Regions from separate parts of the Mus musculus genome. Here region 1 is linked to region 2. A link is a contact called in public promoter capture Hi-C data. All regions are on one chromosome and are shown on one strand. Each heading gives the region's core, a stretch centred on a gene start, on an enhancer-like site or on the middle of the called end of the contact. The rest is flanking DNA. Distances are from core to core; before and after follow the strand shown.

Region 1 (3,936 bases), core at 409-2,908, 340 kb before region 2:
TGCTCCTGGCTCCACTTCTGCCATGCTGGGATTATAAGTGTGCACCACCACACCCCACTGCCTTAATATCTTTTCAAGAAGGGTCCTTTGTAATCATTTTGTACTGGGCTCCACACACACCCTGTGGCTAGCCCTGTTCCTCAGACCCCTGGCTCTGTCTCTAGGGCTGCAGACTAAGATTTGGTCTTGGAGGAGCATTGATGAGAGAGGTGCAGGCACAGAAGCTTCCCTCCTGTGAGCGCTGGCACACAATACAAGCATGTCTGGGGTGGGATTGGGCAGTTTCAGGCAGATGCCTGAACAATGACCCCACATCTGCACAGTGACCTCACACCTGCACAGTGACCTCACACCTGCACAGTGACCTCACACCTGCACAGTGACCCCACACCTGCACAGTGACCTCACACCTGCACAGTGACCCCACACCTGTACAATAAGCCCACACCTGCACAGTGACCCCACATCTGCACAGTGACCCCACACCTGCCCCTCCATTGGCTTCTTTTTGATGTGATAAAATGCACACTACAGAAATTTTATCATAACCTTTTTTTTTCGGGGAGAGAGAGGGACAAGGTCTCAATATCATTAACTGGTCTGAAACTGGCTATGTAGCTATGTGACTTTAAACTCACAGAGATCTGCCTGCCTCTCCCTCCAGCATATTGGGATTAAAAGAGTGTATGATTGGGGCTGGAGAGATAGCTCAGTGGTTAAGAGCACTGACTGCTCTTCCAGAGGTCCTGAGTTCAAATCCCAGCAACCACATGGTGGCTCACAACCATAATGAAAGACACCCTCTTCAGGGGGGTCTGAAGATAGCTACAGTGGACTTACATATAATAAATAAATCTAAAAAAAAAAAAGCACATGATTAAATTTGGCCAAAGTGTTGTGTGTGTGCGTGTGTGTAAAGGACATTTTCAAATATTTATTTGTGTGCATGAGCATTTTGCTTACATAAATGTATGTGTATACCTGCACAGTGTCCATAGAGGTCAGAAGAGGGCATTAGATCCCCTTGAACTGGAATTAAATCATCACATGGCTGCTAGGAACTGAACCCAGGTTCTCTGCAAGAGCAGCCAGTGCTTTTAATCACTGGGCCATCTCTTCAGCCCCCAGAGCTTTTTTTTGGGGGGGGGGCAGGGTAGGACAAAATGACAGAGAATAGTCAGGCCTTTGTCTCAAAACAAAACAAAAACAAAAAACAAACAAACAAACAAATAAATAAAACCCAAACTCAAAAAACAAACCCAGCAAGCCCCTAAGAAGTTGGCTATTGGGAATTGGAAGTCTTTTTTTTTTTTTTTTTTTTTTTTTTTTTAAATATGGTGCTGGTCTTTAGTCTTGGAGGCGCCAAGAAAGCTTGGATTTCAATTTCATAACGCGGGCCAGACATGAAGCTGGTTTCTAAGCGCTGGTTTCGTTCAGGTACAATAAGGAAGCTGTCAACTGAAACTGTGTGTGTTTTTTCTCCTCTCTCTCTCTCTCCTGGGTAGAGAGCTTCCTATCTCTGCCACAGCCCAGAGGAGCGGGAAGCAACCTGGGCGGGAAGCAACCTGGTGGCCAGCCCTCCTCTCTGGTTGGCTACCTGTGAGCTCAGCTCCAGGGAAACAATACTATATATAAGCCAGGAGTTCTGAGTCCCTCTGAATAGTGTTAGCAGTTGCACGCAACAGCAGCTTCTTCTCCCTGGAAGTGCTGGAGCTGACCCACAAAGGACTTCTACATAACAAGGAACAATGCCCAGATCAAGGAATCCCAGCCAAGGGATGCCCCGGGACAGCAGCGACTCCTGTGGTCTGAGGTAGGTTGAATCTTCGCTTTTGGAACCAGGGCAATGGGTGGGTATTTCAGGGTCCCAAAGGATGCTGGACATAAGAGTAATAGACCCGAATCCAGACCTAATTCTGCTTCTAGCTTGCTGGTCTTCCTAGGGTCTGTTTTTAAAAAAAGATGGAGTGTGACTCAGAAGGAAGAGGTGCTTGCTCATGATATCCAAGCCTGAGTTCAAAACTTCATCCGAATCTTCCCATGCATGCCGTGGTACACCCCCCATGACACCCCTGCACACACCACACACACCATAAACACATGCATACACACACACACACACCATACCAAGCACACACACTCTCTCTCACACACACATAAAACATACACCACAAACACACACATACACACCACACACCCACATACACACACATACACACCACACATACATATACCACACATGAATGAATGCACCTCGCACGCATGCACACACACTCACACACACTCTCACACACACGCACACACCACTACCACCACACACAGAGAGACCTTGATTGGTCGTTGCTTAACAAGTGGGGCCGGGTGTGGCCAAGAACAGGTTTCCCACTCCAGGCTCAGGGGTCCCCGAAGAACCCCTCACTGCCCAGCCTGTGAGAAGGCAAGAGTCATGAAAGCATCTGTACCTCTCTCTGCAGGAGTCCAAAATAATGGCTTTGCTCTTGGCTTCACCTGGCTCTCCCCTGCCTGGAAGGTTCTGAGCTCTGGGTGGTATGGGCCCGAGAGAGACCTCGTGAGCTTAAGCATAGAGCCATTGGCTATGGGGCTGTGAGGCCCACTCTGGATTCATAAGCTTTGTACTTGGGGTACATGTGTCCAATCTCTATACACATATATAGATGTGTGACTACACAGTCAGGATGTGTGTGTGTGTGTGTGTGTGTGTGTGTGTGTGTGATTTGGAATTGGACCAGAGAGGAATGTTTAGGTCCTGCTCTCTGCTCCCAGCTCTGGGACTTTGACTGTGTGTCAGCAGCTCAGGGCCGCAGTACCCACGCCAGACAGTCTGATTCACTGGGTGCTGTCAGAGTCAACGCAATCACCGAGGTGAAAGGGCTTATAGTGTTTGTGTATAATTATTTATTTGTACCATAAACAAACAGGGCCTGCCTGGCCAGGGGTGGGGACAGGGGAACCTCTAGCCAGGCATCCCTTATGGATCTTAGACACGGGGCCTGGGGCAAGCTTTAGCCTCTTATGCTCGGAATAGAGACTGTATTGGGTATGCTGAGTTAGTGTAGGCTGACAGTATGCAGGATGTGCTCCTGCAGGGCCTTCCATAGCATCTGTGAGGCGGTGTGTGTGTGTGTGTGTTGTGTGTGTATGAGTGAATGTGTGTGAGTGTGTATATGTGTATATGTGTGTGAGTGTATATGTGTGTGTATGAGTGTGTATATGTGTGTGTGTGTGTGAGTGTGTATGTGTGTGTGTATGAGTGAGTGTGTGTGTATGAGTGAGTGTGTATATGTGTGTATGTGTATATGAGTGTATGTGTGTGAGTGTATATGTGTGTATGAGTGTGTATATGTGTGTGTGTGTGTGTGAGAGAGAGAGAGAGAGAGAGAGAGAGAGAGAGAGAGAGAGAGATCTACAAGGATGGAGGAGGAAGCACCGCAACTTTTGGCATGAGAATAATAGGCAAGGCAAATGTAATGAGGGCAAAGTTCAGTTTAGAAAATATGCCAAACACAGCCACGTGCTGGGGGAAACCGTGCCAGTTCAGTGTGACTTCTCTGGTCCTTTGTGGCTGTGAAATGAGTCACTGGAGCCATTTTCCTATCTTGGCTCCCGTGATCTGTGCATCAGACCTTGGGTATTTCTGGCTAGGGTGTATGGACTTTGCTCTGAAGTCTATTCTCAGCCATGGAAACAAACATGTTTACATGAGTGGTTGGGTATCCATGCAATGTGCCTGGACTCTCTCGGTCTGGGCCAGGAAGTTGTCTGTGATGACTCCTAAATGGGCACAATTTCATACTGAGGACACCCAGAAAGATCACTGGCAGTGAAATTTGGGGAGGTGGGTCAGCATCTTCTCAGAAAAGACAGGTATGCACAGAGAACGTCTCTCTAGAGTAACAGGCTCACCCTCTCTGGCCA
Region 2 (4,313 bases), core at 1,497-3,996:
TGGGAATTTGGATAATAATACAGTCTCACTAAGGCAGGAGGTTACCAAGACTCAGGGAAAACAACTGAGCCCATGCTCAGCCTGCACCCTGAGCTCCATCTGAGTGCCGCCACCTTTGCAGGGGCATCAGTTCTCTTCTCCTACCCCCATCCTCTGGCTTTGTGGAAATTTTTGAGCTGACACATGAATCCCCCAGTTGATGGCTATGAGAAACACCTGTTCAGCCCTCTCCTCCCTGACACAGAGTGGAACATGGCACCACCTTTTTCTTTGCTCCACATAAATGCTTCATGGGATGGCACTTAGCCATCTCTGCTACCGGCTCTGTGACCCAGATAGCGTCTGGCTCAAATGGCCTGGTGTTCCTCCACCCAGGTCTCATTTCTATTGCCTGCTCAGCAAGCACACCTATTGGATGATGCTGGAGGTGGGCAGAAAGCTCTAAGAAAGGATGGTGTGTCTCCACATCATCCCGAGCCCTGCGGTGGAAGAACAGCTGGCAAGCACAGCCATCTCACTACTCTTTGGACTCAATCTCCACTGCCTCTTCCTGATATGATCATCATGGCCTGTTGTCCCCTCCTGCCCACTAAGGCTTGGAAACAGACCTCTGGGGAGGAACTCAGGCCAGGTGAGTGGCCGGGGTGTCAGACTGAGAATCGGGTCTGCCTTTGCTTGCTAACTGCTCACCAAAGCGTCTGAACCAGGACTTTGCAAATGCAGGAACCCTCACTACTGGGTTGTGATGAGGCTTCATCAGAAAATGAAATATTTTGTGAATCATGCTTATAAAGTATGGGTCTCAATAAAAATGCTCTTGGACTGCATCTAATTTGGGGGGGTGGGAGGGACCTCTTAATTGTCCCAGGCTCTGATCTGCCAGCTGGTATTCTCTTACCCTCAGTCAGTCCAATTCCTCATCCACAGCTGGGGTCCCCTCCAGCTCTGCCTGCCTGAGAGTCAGACACCTGTTAGTCACCACCCTCTGACCCCCACCAAGGTAATGCTACATTACCCAACGATGTCTAGACAGTTGATCTCCTGTCTCCAGTCCCACCGCTGTTGATGGACATCTGTAGGAGGTCAGGGACTAAGAAACCAAAGGCTGCTGACAGGTGTTAGGCAGTCTCTTCCTGAGCTCCAATGGAGACCAAGATCAGCTGTCCCAAGGACCAAAAGGGCCACCTGAGCCTGGAGCAGGAAAGCAGGCAGGAGATGCCTTGCCTTGGGACCCCATAAGCAGCTGCCTACCTGATACAGTGTAACAGCAGCACCCCCAAACCCCGGACTCTTCCACGAGAGCAGTTGGAACTGAGGAAGAGGCAGGGAGTGAGGCCAGAGATCTGGGAACAGTCATCACCATAGCCCTGGGGTTGGATCCTAGGCCATGTGGCAATAGCCTTCCTCTTCCCTCTGAGTGTGCAAGCCTGTGGTGCGGTGTTCTGGTTGTTGGTACACCTGGCTGCATCCACCCAGAGCTATGTGCCCCCTCCAAGTCACTTCTCTCTGGCTCATGGGCTCTACAGCGAGGACCCCAACAGTCTGCATCCATTCTGCCTATGAATACCCCCTTTTCTTTTACTTTTAGTTGTGTGTGTACATGAGTGTGTGACGTGACGTATGAGCTCATGGGCACATGCCGCATGGAGATCAGATAAACAACTGGACAGACTCTGTTCTTTATGGAATGTGGGTCCTGGATGCTGAACTCAAGCTATCAGACTTGGTGGCAAGCACCTTTACCAGCTGAGCTATCTCCTAGTCCCTGACTCATTCTTTCTTAGAATCTCAGATTCTCCTCAAGACAGGGTCTCACAATATAGCCCAGGCTGGCCTGGAACTCACAGCCCTCCTCTTGTCTCATGGCTCCCACCTATAATTTGGTCTGCTATAGCCTTGGCCTCTACTCTGAGTATAGTGTGAGCCCCTATTCCGAATCTTTTGTGGAACACTGAGTAAGAGAAGGCTCAGAGCTTTCCCTTCATGGGAAAGCCATGGCTGTACCCTGAGTATCCCCCCTCACACACACCACACCCCAGCAACCCTGCTCACCAGCAGCCAGCTGCATCCAGGCGCAAATCTTGTAGACCGTGGCTGTATTACAGACGAAGAACAGGCTGAAGCAGATGATGGAGCCGATGATAAGGAACATGGCCAAGGCCACAAAGAACATGGCAGTCTTGAAGGCTCTGGAGGGGATGGAGGAGAAGTCCAGAGGGCCCCCCTTGCAGATGAGTTCCGACGACAGCACGTTGCCCACGCAGTAGGAGAACAAGCCAAAGTAACCAGCCTGTGGTGTGCTAACACTGTCGCCTATCCAGTAGGGCTGGATAAAGAGGGCCATGACCAGCACCGAGAAACAGATAGTGAGCGTGCCCCACATCACTCCCACAGCGCGCGAGTTTCGCACATAGTTGGTGTGGTAGATCTTGGCGGCCTCCTGGGCTGGCAGCAACTTCACCATGGCGAAGGCCGCTGGACTAGGACGGGGACACTGGCTGGGTGCAGGTCTACAGCTCTAGGGAGCAGAAGTCGTGGGTCAGTCCTCAGCCTGGTGTGAGGAGCAGCCTGAGGTCAGGGAGCCATGCAAACATTCCCCCCAGTAGGTTGGGAGTGCAGCAGGCCAAGGTCAACCTTGTCTTCGCAAGAGATGCTTCCCAGATGAATGTGCCCGTTCTGACCAGGATGGGCTCGAGTCTGCCGCCTCCTCTAGGTCGGCCAGGGTCTGGGCCTGCGCCTCCGCTTTGCCCGCCCCTCCTGCTTGCCCTCACAGGCCACGCCCGGCCCGCTCTGCGAAACGCGTTTCAGCACCGCGGCCAGCGCCAGAGTTCGGGGGCGTGGCCTGGTAGGGGCGTGGCCGGCGGCCGCGCAGAGCCTGGAGGGGCGACTTGGAGGGGAAGGGAGCTGGGACCCCGGTCCTCTCTTCCTCCCAGAGGGTGGGGCCGACCGTGTGTCACGTTCCTTCCGCTGATTCCAGCTGCAAAACCGCTTCCTGTCCTCTACACCCCTAGTCACCCTTCGGGGACCTCCACCTCCCACCAGCCGTAGCAGCACCACCGCTCCATCCCGAGGGCCGCAAGTTTTGACTGGGTCTTGGCTTGGTCTTCCAGTCAATGACCGCCGAGACCAGAGTGGAGGCTAGAGAAATATCCTGTCAGCAAGGACCTGAGCTAGTGCAATAACACTCGCAGTAATAAAGAATACCAAAGTTCATTCTCCAGAGCCTTTCCCAAACCACAACGGAGCAGTCAGTGTATCCAACACACGGCCTTTCTCCTCTGGTTTCCATTTTTATTGCAGATTTCCTTTTTAAAAAATATTTCGTTTTTCCGCTGAATGTAGTGGCTCACACCTGTAATAATCCCAGCACTCAAAAATTGGAAGATGATCAGGATAAAGAGAGGCTACATAAGATTGTCTCAAAAGCCAAAGAAATAACCCATATATAAACCCAGATTTTTTTAGATAACTGCATGGCTAGTGTAAGTACTAAAAGGCAATCCAGTAAAGTATACATAAAAGAATAAACCCTCTATAACCCTGAAGTCTGGAGCTAAATAAGATATGACAAGGGCTTTAGCCTAGGAGATAGCTCAGCGAATAAACATTTGTCGTTCAAGTTTAAAGGTCTAAGTTCAAATCCCCAGGCCTCAGGTAAAACAACCTGGAAACTGGGCTTTAAAGGCATGGTGGTGCATGCAGCCTTTGATTTCAGCACTTGAGAGGAAGAGGCAGGCAGATCTCTATGAGTTCAAGCACAGCCTGATCTACAGATCAAGTCCTAGGATAGTCAGAGATAGTCTAGATAGTCCTAGATAGTCCCATATCCTGAGACACAGTCTCAAAAATTTCCAACGACCAACCAGCAACAACAACAAAGCAAAACAAACAAAAAACAGGAGAGGCCAGGCAGTGGTGGTACACGCCTTTAATCCCAGCACTCAGGAGACAGAGGCAGAAGGATTTCTGAGTTCAAGGCCAGCCTGGTCTACAGAGCGAGTTCCAGGACAGCCAGGGCTATACGGAGAAACCCTGTCTAAAAAAAACAACAACAACAACAACAACAACAAAAAACCAGCACAGGACAGGACATTGAGTGGGCGTGACTACTCACATCTGTCATTCCAACACTTGTGTAGCTAAAACAGGAGGCTTATTCCATGTTCAAGGCCAGCCTAGGTTACCATGAGACATTACTAAACTATGGAGTTTCAATTTAGACAACAGAGGTGAGAGCCAGCAGGTAATTAGTAGATAAACATCCTGGCATCTCTGTGGACCGGTGACTGGGTACCCCTCTTACTTTAGACAGT

The links. Capture Hi-C pulls out chosen DNA fragments and counts their contacts.
Region 1: a promoter capture Hi-C map of adipose tissue shows a contact between it and region 2. The contact joins the promoter of Bnip5 here to the promoter of Lhfpl5 in region 2. A contact is called at or near these places in 3 of 39 promoter capture datasets (embryonic stem cells, hematopoietic stem and progenitor cells and hippocampal neurons), 1 of 484 Hi-C or Micro-C datasets (bone marrow-derived macrophages), 1 of 115 datasets of contacts at active chromatin or transcription factors (pancreatic cancer cells) and 1 of 9 other capture datasets (adipose tissue).

The regions. Positions count from the first base shown.
Region 1 is chr17:28,913,046-28,916,981 of GRCm38.p6, reverse strand. Bnip5 (BCL2 interacting protein 5) reads left to right here and starts at 1,658. Exons shown (of 12, transcript NM_172450.3): 1 at 1,658-1,813. The coding sequence starts at 1,749.
Region 2 is chr17:28,574,152-28,578,464 of GRCm38.p6, reverse strand. Lhfpl5 (lipoma HMGIC fusion partner-like 5) reads right to left here and starts at 2,746. Exons shown (of 4, transcript NM_026571.2): 1 at 2,053-2,746. The coding sequence starts at 2,464.